Linked DNA regions of Sus scrofa: regions 2 and 3 are each linked to region 1. Evidence: chromatin contacts called from public HiChIP or PLAC-seq and promoter capture Hi-C data. All regions are on one chromosome and are shown on one strand. The core of a region is the stretch at or near the end of the contact, and the rest is flanking DNA. Distances in the headings are between cores, read along the strand shown. Region 1 holds the start of SLTM (SAFB-like transcription modulator). Region 2 holds the start of MINDY2 (ubiquitin carboxyl-terminal hydrolase MINDY-2). Region 3 holds the start of ADAM10 (ADAM metallopeptidase domain 10).

Region 1 (3,121 bases), core at 372-2,871:
CACGTCAGCTTCAGCCAAATCTTAAGGGCTACTAGTCACCCAAAGCCTGGCAACAGTAACTTTTCTTCCTTGACCCAACAAGGCAGAGTGCCAGAGGGAAATAGCAAAGAGTAGCACTATATAAACAGGGCAAGTGGCACAAGAGCAGAGGCAAGTTATATAACCAAAATATATTTTAAAATATGTTTATAACTCGTAACAACCTTTGCCTTTGGTTGGTTTCTTGTTTGGAGTATCAGTTGAAACAGTTAATTCAATATTATCTGGATCGCCTCCTTCCTCTTCAATAGCCTACATTAGAAAGAGAAGTTAATATGCTACACAATCTATCTAAACTTATTTTATAAAAACGAAATGAAAAAATAGCAAACCTCAAGCCTCAAGACGTCAGAATTGCCAGTCATTTCATAAAGCAACTTCAAAAAGGAGCAATTTAACTACACGAGAGACACTTTCAGGAGGAAATATCATTAGGTATCAAAATCACATGGAGCTTTATATTTTACCCAGTCGAAAAAATTAACTATCACATATTATCATACTGAACAAAAGTCTAAATATTCTCGATTGCAGAAAAGTTGCTAGCTACGAAAGCAAAGAACTAAAAAGAGCTTTCCTAATTTCTATAATACAAACTTATTTCTCCTCTACTACAGTTTCAACACTCACTCAAACCAGAAAGATTATCCGGGATGAAAAAGCAGATTATTGCGCTAATGCATAAACAGAAAACCCAGCGGAAAACAAATCCTTTCTCTTACCCACCCATCAACTCCCACTATCAATTCCCCTCCAATATGGGGAGGAAACGGTTGGGCACAATTAAACGGTAACTTCGCAGAAGTCACCAAAGTAACCAGTCCCTATGAGGCCAAGAAATGCACGCGCTCACCATCGCTAAAGGCTGGGGACCGAGTGCCTCCCGGATCTCCACGGTCGCCCTTGGGAGGCCGCGCCGGCCGGCTGCAGTCCTGCCAGCCTGGCGAGGACGTCCCTGGGGAAGCAAGGGTGCGCTCGGCTGCGGCGGCCGGTCCCGGGCTGCTCGCTGGCCCAGGGCAGGCCAGGCCCGGCGCACGGAGGCGGGGGCGGGGGCGCCGCGGGAGGGTCCTAGCTCTCCCCGCGCGCGCGGGCGCCGCCTGGGGCCTCCCCACCGTGCCACCCCTCGGGTCCCGGCGGCTGCGGGTGGCCGGGAGCTGCGGCGGAAGTGGGGGCTCCGAGGCGCGGCCTAAGCTCGCCTTCCCGGCCCTCGCCGGGCCTCACCTGCTTGAGTCGGGAGACGAGCACAGTCTTGACTCCGGTGATATCCAAGTTCCGCCGCTTCAGCTCGGACTTGAGATCGATGACCCGCAGATCGGTGATCTTTTTACCTTCTGCCTGACCGGAGGCAGCCGAGGCTGCCACAGCACCGGTGGCGGCAGCCATTTTAGAAGAGCAGCGCGCGGCCGAGGCAGCCAGTGGGCTGCAGGGCGGCGGCAGCAGCTCCAACTTCGACCCAGGCCTCGCCGGCAGCCGGCGCCGCGCAGCGCTGCGCACAATGAGCCGCTGGCCCCGCCCCCTATTCGCCACCCGGGCGCAACCTGCAGCAGCGATCAGCACCCGGATGACGGGCGCGCGTGCGCACTTGCGCAGGGGACGGCGCCCCGCGCGCGCCGCGGAGCCGGTCTTGCCACCTGGGCGGTGCGACTTCATGCGTGGGCTGGGGAGGTCGGGCGCGTCCAACCGCACCAACTTCCATACCTCCATGGTTCCGCGCTGCTTCGTTAGCCATGTTTTGGCAACGTCTCTAGTCTTGAGCAACAGCAGTGTGCTAGGCACTCTCGGCATACATAGTTCGCGCGTTACTCAACACAGAGTAAGAGGCGTGTGCGCTCCGTGAACCTCTTCAGGGAAATACTTTATCGGTTCTGCTGAATAATCAAAAAAAATGTGGCCTCTGTGCACGAACGAACTAGTTTCCCCAAGTTCCATTCAAAGGCCGGAAAGAAACCCTAGGGCGGTTAATATAAAGAGCATAAAGGGTTATAAGAATATAAAGGGCTTGCCTGTGTGATAAGCCGCCCAAGCTGTCTCGGGGAAAACGTGCCTCTGCCCAGGAAATCTTCGTTTATTCTAGGACTGCCCATCTCACTGGAAAAGCAGGACAACTTCCCTTCTGAACTGGCCAGTTTATCATCCTCTCCGGGGGGTCCGGATGTCTCAACACAAAATTGATTACTGAATAAGGAGTTTAGTTTATAGGTGCCTGTTACCGTTCTCATTTACTGTCCTCACTGTTTGATCCCCTCAAAATTTGGGACTCCAAGAACAATGACCACCTTATGCGGGACTGGCCTGTACAAGTGAGTAACTTTAGCCGGTATTATTAATCATCAAAGCATAAGCAATTATGGAATAAAATTATTCTATAAATGCCAAAAACAAAGTATGACACACACTTAATTCTTACTGGAAATTTCCTGGTTTTAAAATTGAAATAGATGAGTTTTATGTCGCTTTAGGTTGCCTTTTCTCATTAATTAATTAGAACAAAAAAAAAAAGAAAAACTGGGTATTGTAAAATAATACCTGACGTTTGGGTAGTTCTTTATAATGTACTTTGCCATACAATAACCCCCTCATCCTTCCAAACCCTGTGAAGTAAATCTCTGCAAGGCTTAGAGAGGTACAATGGCTTGTCCATGTTCACATAGCTGGCATGTGCTCAAATCCAGTCTCCTGATTCTAAATCCACCTCTGGGAGTTCCCGTCGTGGCGCAGTGGTTAACGAATCCGACTAGGAACCATGAGGTTACGGGTTCAATCCCTGGCCTTGCTCAGTGGGTTAACGATCCAGCGTTGCAGTGAGCTGTGGTGTAGGTTGCAGACGCGGCTCGGATCCCGCGTTGCTGTGGCTCTGGCGTAGGCCGGTGGCTGCAGCTCTGATTCGACCCCTAGCCTAGGAACCTCCATATGCCGCGGGAGTGGCCCAAGAAATAGCAAAAAGACAAATATATATATATATATCCACTTCTGTCTTTATTATAAGTTGATTCACAGTTATAAAATTTTAGAATTCAAAGGATCTTTAGAATCTTCTGACTTAATCCTCTCTCTCTCTCATAGATGAACACTAAGATTTTTA
Region 2 (3,408 bases), core at 329-2,828, 170 kb before region 1:
CCTTAAATACTATAAAGTCTTAATCCAGGAATATATGTCTTATTCTGTTAACTTTTGTAATTCCTTTTAAGGAAAAAATTCTAATTTGGGGGGGAGGCAGGGTTCGTGGCACATGGAAGTTCTCCTGGCCAGGGATCAAACCTATGCCACAGCAGCAACCCAAGGCACTGCATCCTTAACACAATACACCACAGAACTCCTGGGTTTTATTTCATTTTTAAAAATTTGGACAAGAATACTTATTGCTTACAGATTGACCTGGAGACCAAAAAAAAAAAAAAAAAAAAACCCACAAAACTCCTAAATTCAATATTCTGAAGAAGCTTTCTATTATTTTTCAAAATTTCCCCTTTGACAGGAATTGGATAAATATTATATCATGTGGAAGGAGCTCCATCTTCTGCATTATCAGAAAACGGTAATTCCCAAATATTTAAAATGTCGTAATAAGACCACTAGGCAGTAAACCTCAAGAAGCTAGGAGCCCTTTCTCTTATTCATCATGGCATCCCCAGTGCCCAACAATGTATCCAGCAATGTATTGGGGAGGGAGACGTGTTAAATGAATGACTGAAACACTAAGTAATTTTGTCTAACCAAGAGATACAAGAAGACCACATTATATTAGGGATCAAGAATTTATATATCCGACTAAGAAGGAAGACCTGTCTTGTCAATTTTTGGATCCCCAGAACTTAGAAAATGTTGAAAGACAAAAAAAAAAAAAACCCAAAAAACAAAAACCCCAGACACACACACACAAAAACCTTTGTGGGAGCAGGTCAGAGTAGGATTCAAATCCCCTTTTATTTGTCACTAACAAAACCTGCAGCCTACTCTGTCTACCCTTTCTGAAAACTGAATGGCCTTTAGAGGAGTTGATTCTCAATAGCAAAATCACTTTTTCAGGAACAGGCACTTTCCCACTCCATGCAAAATGAGGCCAAGTTAACAAAACCGCAAGGACTTGGCTAATGCAAACACAAGCTAATTTATTATGATTGGCCCACATTACCCACTTTTTTTTTTTTTTTTTTCTCTGAGCAGGCCAATATCCACAACCGCACTGATGCCTCCTGTAGGGAGAACGTTTTCACCAGTAGCTGGTGAAGAGCACAGCATTTCTCAGCCAGAACCAAGGGAGACTGGAATTTGTGCAGTGTAGGCATCCAAACGCCTCAAGTGGATCCCGGCCTTTTAAAATCTGCATCTCGTAAGAAATTCCTTCAATTTTCCAAATTACACACTGAGGAAACAAATCTGCTGAGCCCTTCAGGGACGAGCTGTTTTCCAAGTTCTACAACCACTGCCATCCTTGATCCCAAGGCTGAACCACACACGACCCGGCTCCCAAGGGTCACACCCGAACAGTCCGCCTCCCCGCTCGCCTTTAAAGAAGCCGCGCGCGGTCTAGCTGCCCCGGAGTTCAACTTCCGGCCACAAAATGAGAGGATGTTTTTCCCCTGGCCACGCCCTCCACGCCCCGCCTTCCTAGTGCGAGCCCGGGAGCGCGCGCGCGAGGCGGGGCCGCGTGGGAGGCCGCGGCAAGGTACACCCTCACCCCGCGGCACGCGGGCACGCGCAGGCCTGTTCAGGGCAGGCAAACAGAGCGGCGCGCGCGTTCGCGCGCTCCCGGTGCCCTCCCCCGTGACGTGCTTGGCCGAGGCCGCGCAAGGGCGCTGTAGCTGCCAGTGCCGCTGTCATGGCGTCCGTGGCGCTGTCTGAGGAGAACCCACCGCGGTTTCTTTAGAGCAAGGGGCGGGCAGCTGGGTATGGAGAGCGGCCCCGAAAGCCTGCAGCCGGTAGAACATGGGGTGGCCACCGGGCCAGTGCCAGAGACAGGTTCTCCACAGGAAGGGCGACAGGACACCAGGCTTTCCGCTGGGGATGGTCCTGGAGTATGGGCGGCGGAGAGCAGCGGCGGGAATGGGCAGGGGGCGGCGGCCGCCGGGAGGAGCCTCTCGGACTCGGTTTCTCCCTCCGGCTCTCCTCCGGTCCTTGTACCCTGCAGCTCCCTCCCAAGTGTGGACTTGAAGGAGAGCGATTTGGAGAGTCGTGCTGCTCAGAAGGCGCCTCTGAGAGGGCAGCACAAGGTGACCGCCTCCCCAGAGATTGCCGAGGCCGGAGCCGGCCATGGGTTGGGTCCGGCCGGAGACGCGGGCGCCCGCCGGGATCCCGCAGGCACCTGCGGGGCAGGGTCGACGGCCGCGGGCTTCGAGGAGCCCAGCAGCGGCGGCGGCCTCAGCAGCAGTTGCAGCGACCCGAGTCCTCCTGGGGAATCGCCGAGCCTGGACTCCCTGGAATCGTTCTCTAACCTGCATTCTTTTCCCAGTAGCTCCGAGTTTAATAGTGAGGAAGGAGCTGAGAACAGGGTCCCCGAGGAGGAGGAGGGCGCGGCGGTGTTGCCGGGGGCTGTGCCTCTGTGCCGGGAGGAGGAGGAGGAGGAGGAGGAGGAGGAGGAGGAGGAGGAGGGGGAGGCGGCTCAGGTGCTGGCGGCCTCCAAGGAACGCTTCCCGGGACAGTCTGTCTATCACATCAAGTGGATCCAGTGGAAGGAGGAGAACACACCCATCATCACCCAGAATGAGAATGGCCCCTGCCCTTTGCTGGCCATCCTCAATGTTTTGCTTCTGGCCTGGAAGGTACATTCCGTAGCTTTCTATTTCCTGCAGCTTTTGGGGAGGGGGGAAAAACGGGGTAAGGGAGCTGCTGCATGTCAGCTGATGGCTTCTTCCTTTCTTTCCTCATTCACTAGTCAGTCCCCTTTTCTTCTTACATGAAACTCATTTCGAGACGCTCTCGGTGAAAGAATATTCTCATATGTATATCAGAAAGAATTGCACTTGCGGGCAACCTCGGGTCTCTTGTAGTGTTTAACAGTTAGAGCTCAGCATTCAGCGGTGGCTGATATACTTAGAAACTACCAGGACTTAGCGCATCCTAAACCCTTTGACCGTTTTTAAACTGTATTTTCCTGTTATTGCTTCTTACTGATTTTATCACGTGCAAAAAGAGTGAAGAATTGGGGGAAATCACCTTCAGAAATTACCACCAATCCATGATATTAGAACAAGTTTTGATGGTTACGTTTAGTCTGTTTTCCAACTCATGCTTGCTCCATTTGGGGTGGATATTTAAGGAAATGGTGATAGAGAAGATGTAGCCCCTTAGACAAATTCCATTTAAGGAAAAGCCATGGTCTGAGACCTAATTACCATAACTTCTTGGTTTTCAAAGATTCTTTTTATTTTATGCCTGATTTTTACTTGCCTCATTTCTTTGACTACATAGTTTGGCATTATTTCCAATAACTACACATCAGAATGTGTTAAGGGAGCTACAATTATAACAGCTAAAATAAAAGATATGTTCAAGTTAAAGGAGCGAAAGAAGGAAGGGCTCTTCAAA
Region 3 (3,142 bases), core at 376-2,875, 200 kb before region 1:
ACACCAGTTTCAATTCTTACCGTTTCACTCTTTAAAAACAAAAGATGTTTTATATACTACTACTCATCAGTAGTTTAAACTGCCTCACGTGGTTTGCCTGACTTTTTACTACCTCATGGAAATCCTAACAAAAACAGAAAAGTGGTTTGAAGCCATATCTAGAACATAACTACAAATGTAAAAGAAAAGGCCCTTGCAGAGGGTCTCCAGCATAGCTACTTCAAACTAAACATCTATTAGACGCTCCTAATCTAAATGTTTCTCTAGAAAATGAACTCTACAAACTACATTAGTCCATCTACAAAGTATCACCCTCAGACTAAGACAAAAGCAGGATAAGAACATACTTGGCTCTAACGTCTTAAGTCAAAGTCAAAGAAACAAAAACAATCCACTACATGAAACATTCCGCTATTTCCTAAATTATCAAATTAGTCTTTACTCATGCAAAGCATTCCAGAAAAATTTTCAATCCAATGCTTTTAAACATACTTTGAGGTCTTTATTATGCGCAAGTCAAAAAGTTAACCTAAAATAAAACACTTTACACAACAACAAAAATGATACAGTTGGTCCTGGGATACGCTGGAAATAAATACTGCCTTCAAAACCGAGTGATCAAGAAATTAGCGCTTTCAGCAATTTTAACTCTAATTTGGGGGGTGGAGAGTTGCAACTGTTTTGACAATCCCCTAACTACACAATATGTCTACTCCACCTGACAGTTTAAAAAAACTCTTCAAGTTGGGTCACCCAGGCACTGTCCCTGTAAAAGACCCAATCCAGCCTACAGATCAATGAACAGCCCGTAACTAACGACTTATCTTTCTCGCCACCAAACCCTTTCTCCAGGGCAACGGAATGTTTTCACAGAAGAGAAGCACACCCTCCTGCTATCTCTCTCCAAACAACGGAGCAGCGGCGGCGAACTATGGAGAGCGGTAACCTCCCAGGTCAGACAAGCAGCAGACCACTGCTACCCCTCCACTGGAGGCCCCTCTGCAGAACCGGGTCGGTGTGGATCGCCGCGCCGGGTAAACAACAATAAATATCGCAACTTCACACGAGCCTGCGCAGCGGTTCTCCGCAGCGGAGTGGACTCCGGAATTTGCCACCCGGCAGGGGCCGGGGGCGGACGGGTGAAGAGGGTGAGCGCCGGACAAGGCTGGCAAAGACCGCCGGCCCGGAGGCAGCTGCCCGCCCCGGCGTCTGGTGAGCAGGCTGGAGAGATAGTGCCACCGGCCTGAGCTCCACTGCTCTCGCCTGGCGACCCGACTTTGCTTCTCTGGCAGGCGACCCGAGCCTCCCCTGCTGCTGGGGCGGTAGGGGTGGGGAAGGCCTCGTCGGAGGCTAGGAGCCTCCTCGGCCCGCCAGAGAAGGGAAGGCGGCTGGGGCGCAGGGGACAATAGGGAGCGGGGAGCGCTGCGCGCCGGAGTGGCGCCGCCGGCCGGCGAGGCTGACTGACGCGCCCACCGCGCCGCGCGACCGGGCTCCGCTCGGCCCGGCCGCCGCTGCCGCCGCGCGGTACGCCGTGCTCACGGCGCCCCCGGCGCTTGGTATCGCGCCTTACCTCCCAGCCCCGCTGCCCAGGAGAGGAGCAGAATTAACACTCTCAGCAACACCATCTTCCGCTGCCGCTGCTGGCTGCTGCCGCCGTCTCCTCACGGGTTAACAGCAGCACATCGATCCGGAGGGAGAAGCTGAAGAGGCTTGGTCCAGAGCCTCCAAGAGAAGCCGGGACCTCCCCCGGCAGGAGAACGGCGAAGCACCTCCCTCTCGCCCCACTTCAGGGGCCGGCAAAGCTCCCAGCACCTCCAAAACAGGGACCTCCCTCCCCTTCGTTCGTTTCCTTCCTCCCTTCCCCGCTTTCCTTCCCTCGCTCCTTCCCTCTTCTCTACCTCCCTCCCCCGAGCCCGGGACCTCCGCCTCCTTCCTTGCCACGTGACCCACGGGCGCCCAACCGGCAGGCAGAGCCGCACCCCTTCAGCCCGCCCCTTCCCCTCCCCCAGGCACCCCAGGGACGCGCGCATGCGTGCCGGGGCCAGTTCCCGGGCTGCTAGGCCTGCCGCCGCTTCCTGTCCGCCGGCGGAGAGCTGGGATTGGGCTTGGGAGGCGGGGTTTCCTGGGGCCCCGCCCCCGCACCGGAGCGCAACTCTGCAGACCACAGAGGATTTTATTTTAGTGCTGCTGAGGGCTGTCCCTTGGGTTAAAAGTGAGCGTGAGGGATGTTGAGTGGCCGCTTTCCACTTACTAACTTCACAGGGAATGGAAATTTTGGTTACTTCTTTCTGCTTCTTAGGGTGCGCGACGTCTACCAAGTAAACAAAAGCAAAGTCCCAACAAGCGGTAATTATATTGGCGACAGCCACCAATGAGCAGAACCTAAATGTAACGATCTTCAAACAGCGGAAAACACAGAGCCTAAGCCATATTTCTCTAAACTCTTCACAAATTTGTGTCTCAGACCAGGCCTTAAGCATTCTAAAAGCCCGCAGCCTAAACCACGGGGGTACTGCCGCTCCAACCCCCCAACAAATATCCTCTTTTTCACTCGGTTCCATCTCGGAAGAGAACTCTCAAATTTCCTTCACTCCAGCTTCTTTTTCTTTTTCTTTTTTAAATTGATTGATTGATTGATTGATTGTCTTTTTTTTGCTATTTCTTGGGCCGCTCCTGCGGCATATGGAGATTCCCAGGCTAGGGGTCAAATCGGAGCTATAGCCACGGGCCTACACCAGAGCCACAGCAACGCGGGATCCGAGCCGCGTCTGCAACCTACACCGCAGCTCACGGCAACGCAGGATCATTAACCCATGGAGCAAGGGCAGGGACCGAACCCGCAACCTCATGGTTCCTCGTCGGATTCGTTAACCACTGCGCCACGATGGGAACTCCAGCTTCTTTTTCTTTTAATTTTTTTTTGCTAAAGTATAGTTGATTTACAATGTGCCAATTTCTGCTGTACAGCAAAGTGACTCAGTATACATATATATTTACATTCTTTTTATATTCTTTTCCATCATGGTCTCTGCCAGGAGATGGGATATAGTTACCTGTGCTATACAGTAGGACCTTGTTTATTCATTATAAATGTAATAATTTACATCTACTAACCCCAAGCTCCTAATCCATCCCTCACCCC

What was found. Promoter capture Hi-C pulls out the DNA fragments that hold promoters and counts their contacts. HiChIP or PLAC-seq counts read pairs in DNA pulled down with a chosen protein or histone mark.
Region 2: a contact with region 1 is called in an H3K27ac HiChIP or PLAC-seq map of alveolar macrophages. The contact joins the promoter of MINDY2 here to the promoter of SLTM in region 1. A contact is called at or near these places in 2 of 5 promoter capture datasets (fetal liver and liver), 7 of 47 Hi-C or Micro-C datasets (embryonic fibroblasts, fetal liver, heart right ventricle and 2 more) and 2 of 2 datasets of contacts at active chromatin or transcription factors (alveolar macrophages and skeletal muscle).
Region 3: a contact with region 1 is called in a promoter capture Hi-C map of fetal liver, with 2.7 times the contacts expected there. The contact joins the promoter of ADAM10 here to the promoter of SLTM in region 1. A contact is called at or near these places in 2 of 5 promoter capture datasets (fetal liver and liver), 1 of 47 Hi-C or Micro-C datasets (heart right ventricle) and 2 of 2 datasets of contacts at active chromatin or transcription factors (alveolar macrophages and skeletal muscle).

The regions. Positions count from the first base shown.
Region 1 is chr1:113,083,595-113,086,715 of Sscrofa11.1, reverse strand. It overlaps SLTM (SAFB-like transcription modulator), which reads right to left and starts at 1,621. Exons shown (of 21, transcript XM_021073623.1): 1 at 1,261-1,621; 2 at 204-291. The coding sequence starts at 1,422.
Region 2 is chr1:113,256,931-113,260,338 of Sscrofa11.1, reverse strand. MINDY2 (ubiquitin carboxyl-terminal hydrolase MINDY-2) reads left to right here and starts at 1,578. Exons shown (of 9, transcript XM_021094542.1): 1 at 1,578-2,642. The coding sequence starts at 1,773.
Region 3 is chr1:113,287,963-113,291,104 of Sscrofa11.1, reverse strand. It overlaps ADAM10 (ADAM metallopeptidase domain 10), which reads right to left and starts at 1,625. Exons shown (of 16, transcript NM_001130531.1): 1 at 1,571-1,625. The coding sequence starts at 1,625.